Linked DNA regions of Sus scrofa: region 2 is linked to region 1. The links are chromatin contacts, called in public Hi-C maps. All regions are on one chromosome and are shown on one strand. The core of a region is the stretch at or near the end of the contact, and the rest is flanking DNA. Distances in the headings are between cores, read along the strand shown. Region 1 overlaps CMSS1 (protein CMSS1). Region 2 overlaps CMSS1 (protein CMSS1).

Evidence for each region. A called contact is a pair of places that touch in the nucleus more often than the background predicts.
Region 2: a Hi-C map of retroperitoneal adipose tissue shows a contact between it and region 1, with 2.3 times the contacts expected there. The contact joins two enhancer-like sites. A contact is called at or near these places in 1 of 5 promoter capture datasets (liver), 6 of 47 Hi-C or Micro-C datasets (embryonic fibroblasts, epiblast stem cells, heart right ventricle and 3 more) and 1 of 2 datasets of contacts at active chromatin or transcription factors (skeletal muscle).

What each region holds. Positions count from the first base shown.
Region 1 is chr13:158,930,215-158,932,914 of Sscrofa11.1, forward strand. All of the region lies in intron 1 of CMSS1 (protein CMSS1), which reads right to left. The region is part of intron 1 of FILIP1L (filamin A-interacting protein 1-like); the gene reads left to right. Among named protein-coding and RNA genes, the nearest start is that of FILIP1L, 42 kb to the left of the region's middle. Within about 2 kb of position 1,322, at least 21 of the 83 cell types and tissues checked have an H3K27ac peak or open chromatin away from gene starts, as enhancers often do. A contact at or near this core is called in retroperitoneal adipose tissue, where this site is marked.
Region 2 is chr13:159,177,671-159,180,370 of Sscrofa11.1, forward strand. All of the region lies in intron 1 of CMSS1 (protein CMSS1), which reads right to left. The region is part of intron 5 of FILIP1L (filamin A-interacting protein 1-like); the gene reads left to right. Among named protein-coding and RNA genes, the nearest start is that of CMSS1, 13 kb to the right of the region's middle. Within about 2 kb of position 1,416, at least 17 of the 83 cell types and tissues checked have an H3K27ac peak or open chromatin away from gene starts, as enhancers often do. A contact at or near this core is called in retroperitoneal adipose tissue, where this site is marked.

The sequences.
Region 1 (2,700 bases), core at 72-2,571:
AAACCCAAAACTCTAGTCTTAAGAAAAAGAGTGTTCAAAATCAGCACTAGTGTGATTTTTTTTTTTTTTTTTTTTTTTGCTTTTTAGGGCTGCACCTACAGCATATGGAAGTTCCCAGGCTAGGGGTCAAATTGGAGCCACAGCTGCTGGCCTACACCACAGCCACAGCAACACCAGATCCCAGCCACAGCGTCTGCGACCTACACCGCAGCTCACAGCAATGCCCGATCCTTAACCCACTGAGCAAGGTCAGGGATTGAACCTGCATCGTCACAGATACTAGTTAGGCTCGTTACTGCTGAGCCACAATGGGTACTGCCAGACAATCATTTCTAATGACTATTATCAGCTTTACTCTTCTCACCTTCTCTTAGTATCATGGTGATCAACTTCCTTCAAAAACTCTCAGAGGAGAAGCAATGATTCTCCCCCTCTCCCCATCCCTAGCCCAGCCAAAAACTAATTTCAATCAATGTCCTAGAGCAACATTCAATGACTCTCACATTAATGAGATTCAGATCCATGCTCTGGCCATAAAAGGGATGAGCACAGAGCATTTATTTAGCTATTTGGTAATAATTACCTAAAGCCATTGTCTTTTTTATGGATACATTATTATGGCAATGCCATGTGTGCATCCATAATCAAATGCTGCTAATTTTTAATGTGTGAGTTTTCTTTTTTGAGGATCAAGAGTTTAGAATTGTGTTTGAAATGAGAAGGAAAAAAATGAGAAAAATCTCCTAGTGTACCAGAGATTTGAACTGCCCTATCACACCAGATTTTTTTTTTTTTTTTTTTAAGGTTGCCAAAATGATCTGGAATTTGTTTATAGCTTGAGAGCCCTCTACAGCTCATGTCCAGGGTAGACATCACCACTGAGTCTTATAGCAAATATACAATTTCTCCTTATGCACCCGCAAATAGACTGGCTTGCCACTCTCCCTCCCACCCCCCACACCAATTCTGAAATTTCTGGCAGAAAAGAGATCTGTCAAAACAGGTTACTTGTATTTTTATTGGTTCCTCCAGACCATGACGACATTTCCTGAAAGGCAGTGCCAGGAAACTATTAATGTCTGTGAAAAAGAAGTGAAAGTTCTTATGAGCATAAACTGTCTGGTGCCCCAGGAGACTGTAGCCTGAAGGGACCACTGGTCTTTAGACTGCAACACTGATTCAATTGGCTGCTATACTGGAACTCCAAAATATCACCATCAGAGGAGAAAAGCGTCTCTGCAAAAATAGAGGTCTGAGAGATACAACAGGCTATTTCCTCCCTTTCTCTTAACCACTTGCTTACCTAGAGTAGAGCAGCTGAGCAGGCAGCTAATGGCTGGCTCAGTCAAGGTTGTTAACACTGATTAGCTAATTGATTAAGTAAGTAATGGGTCCTGTCCCAAGCAGGAGGGATAATAAGGCCTACACCTGGAAAAGGAGAGTATGGCCTTCCCCACAATAGGAAGAAAGGATCCATTCTAACACCCAGGTGCAGAAACAGAATCGCAACTTTTTAAAGGACCTCTGTGACTCTGCTAAGGCTAGAGCCACACTGTGTGAGTACTTCACATGGCTGATCTTAAAGGAAGCAGGAGCTTTACAGAACACTGGAAATTAAATTAAACAAAACTTGTTTGAGGCACTGAACCTTTAGGAGACTTTTGAGTATTTCAATTGATATATTATTAAGTGCCAAAATCATGTGGGTACTTGCTAAGGTTATAACTGGGTTTGTAGAGCGGAAAGGCAGCTCCCTGCACTCTCATATCCCTCTATTTCACAGCACCACCTGCTGGGTGAGGGCAGAAAGAAATGAACCTTGTTTTTTTGGATTGATAAATAACCTATGAAGTCAAAGAAAAAAGTATTTACTCTTTCCATAGTAATCAAAACACTGAGAAAAAGTGCCCCTTATAGTGGCAAGTTCACAAAGAAGGGGACATCTCTGCTCACCTTTGCTGCAGTCCTAGCCACCCATAGTCAGTGTTGAGTGTTTCCTTTGAAATGTGCAAAAAGGCAGTAGGAGCATTAATACCAAGAATATAAAATATGGGCTTTGCTTGCTGACTAGCTATGTGTCCATCTTAAAAGCCAGGTCTTCTAAATCATGACTTTAAAATCTGGATGGTTTTTTTCATTATCTTTAAGAGACCATTTTCAGTGTCCCTTCCAAATATAGTTAATTCTATTCTCATAATTAGCTCTCTTCAGGAGAACATTTAATATTTGTCCTCAACATAGTAAACAGCTAAAGAAAAAGTGTGGCTGAAGAAACAGTCACTGTCACTTAAAGCACTAAGTTCCATTCCTGGAATGTTAAAAAGGAATTAACCCATATACTAAGCACTGTTCATTTAGCCTTGAACAGATATGTCAATTTCTCTCCTGCTAAAGAAGAAACTCCTAGGCCAAAAGTACTTCAGTATTTTTCAATTTTAGAAGTTAAATGGTACATATATTACGTATTATATATATAACTTCCAGCGGGTTCCTGGGCAGGACCCACTAATCAAACAATATTCCTGTAGTAAGATACATGAATATTCACTGCCAATGATCAAAGACGCTAAACTTGTGATAGTTCAGATCAGGTTTTGTTGTTAAATGAGTTTGTAATTGAAAGAGAAGAGAGACTTTTGGAAAATTTCAAGATCAAATAAGTCTTGAATTTTCTTTCTTTTTTCTGTTTTGTAAATCATT
Region 2 (2,700 bases), core at 166-2,665, 250 kb after region 1:
ACTTTGGATGTGCCAGGGACTTTCTTACACAGTATGTCTACCCATTGGAGAAGTCGCAAGTAGGTATTTCAATCCCCAAGTAAGGGTTACAAGATGAGGAAACTAAGGTCTGCACAGGCTAACTGGCCAGCTCAAGAACACACAGCTAGCTGGTGCCAGAACTGGAATGGAGACCGACCCAGGTCTATTCGGCTCTAGCAACTAACCCTAGGCTGCTGTAAGATACAAGCCTGATGAATAACTTTTTAAAATTCACATGGGTACAAATGAAAGAATGAGAAAGAAGGGGAGTGGGTACCAAAACAAAAGAAGAAGAAAAAAAGCTGAGGTGAAAAATCTCATGAATAAATGGGAAGGGGATAAATAAGACAACAAGGTTAGTATATTTTAACATTCTATTTCTACATGTGATGTTCCAAAATAGAAGCACTGAGATTAGGAAGGATTATTGAAAACTGTATTTCAAAGCTTATTCTTGGATTGCCCTCATTGCCCATGGTGTAATTACTACAAAGAGATTGAGAGGTGACTAGTTACAACCACAAACCATGTTACATTAGGAGTTCCCATTGTGACTCAGTGGTAACGAACCCGACTAGTATTCATGACGACTTGGGTTCAATCCCTGGCTTCCCTGAGTGGGTTAAGAGTCTGGTGTTGTCATGAGCTGTGGCGCAGGCCGCAGATGCGACTCAAATCCTGAGTTGCTGTGGCTGTGGCATAGGCCGGCAGCTGCAGCTCTGATTCGACCCCTAGCCTGGGAACATCCATATACAGCCCTAAAAAGAAAAAACAAACAAACAAAAACCAATGAAAAAAACAGGTTACATTATAAAATAAAACCATCAATTTCCTCTAACCTTTCTTCACATAAGAAACTGGCAACTCTTAAATATAAACCATAGCACTTTGGCAGTTCTCTTTAAAACCAAATATCCTCTCACAAGAGGTTAGCTGGAACTACACTAACTACTACTGTAGCTAATCAAACTACAGTTTCCTTTTGAAGGATCCCTTGTCATATAAAACTATAAAATCTTTAGTGATAAAATTTTATCGTATAATGAGGAAGTTCTGAGAAAACGAAGAGAAAAAAGCTGAAGCAGCATATGAAACTCTGGGCTATTTGCCAGATTCATTATCTGTTAGTTTCTTTTTTAAAAAAATAAGTTACCAGTGATTTACCAAACAATACACAAAAGAAGGCAACAATATTTCAAAGATATTTTCATTTCAGTTTAGTATTTCCTCCTTTTCATCATCATATCCATCATCATTACTTATGTACTTTCCCATTAAACAAAGATAAAAACAAAAATACAAAACACTGTCATTCTGATAACACATGGCCTTGACCAAGCATTCCACAGCTGGGTTCCTGAGGGAGTAAGGCAGCCCTGTACCACTCCAATGATCACAAGTGAAAACGACCCAAGGTCTTTGAGAGTCTTGAGCCTTTCAACCTCTAGAGCTAAAGGTGTAATGAGGGGCCTGGCAGTCTCTGGAGTTAGGAACACTCCTGAGTGAATACAGCCTTGTTACACATTATGTTGCCAATACATATCCAAAAAGTTCAAAGCACTTACAAAATTAATTTCATTTAGAGAAAAGGAAACATCCTGACTCCAGCTGTCTAACTAGGATCTGATAGCTTCCCCAAAAATGCTGATTTTTTTTTGGATGTTGGCCCTCCATGATAATGGGAAGGAGCATAAGGATCAAGTAGAAACTGAGTTACAGAATTAAGATTTTGAATAAAAAATTGTTACTTTTTGGTAATTTTTTTTTTGAGGGGAGGGCACTAAAGCTCACTGCCGTCTAATGACTTCCTGGAACCAGGGAGTCTTAAAGATTGCTCAGTTTATTTTAAGAACCTATGGACAAAACAAGCTAACATTTTAAAAATTTAATAACTACTCCTTTTCTTTCTACTGTTCCCTAAATAAAACTAAGGCCTGTGCCTCACTGAACTCAGCATTTTTCAGACCTGCAATCCATTCCAAATCCCAATCTCCATTTTGAACTGAGTTTTAAACATTAAAAAAAAAAAAAAATTCTTTTCTTCTATGAATGAGCTTTCCAACTTGCTAAATATCTTCTAAGACATCTGCTTTCTGATGAAACCCAGGAGCCTCCAACTCTTAGTAGAACATTCACTGTGTGGTCTTAAAAGAGCCATATGCATGGATTCCTCTTGCACCATGCACTCCAAATTTGGATAAAACTTTCTTGAATCTATTTGACATAATGTTCTATAAAAATGTTCCAAGAGATGACACATTTTAAAGCACTATACCTCATTTACTGAAACACGTCCAAGTATAAAATTCATACAAGAAAAAAAGACAGCATCTTTTTTTTTTTTTTTTAAAGATTTTGGAATAACAGTTGTCCTAATATAACCAGCCTTTGCTGCCATCTAGAGGTAAAAACTACAAAGTGAAATCAAGAGTTATCAAGAAAACACAAAATTAATTGCAGCAGCAAAGATGTAGAAACAATGGGAGCCCAGTAACTCTCAGGCAGCTGACTCTACCAATGACCACCATTTCAAGTCATATTGTCTTCGCCAACATATATCAATACAGCTTACAATAAACAAGGCCCGCCAATACTGCGTTCCATACCAATTAGTTTACTGGACAGATTTCAGTTCGTAATAACCTATGGTATTCATATCACACTCCTAGACAATCTGAG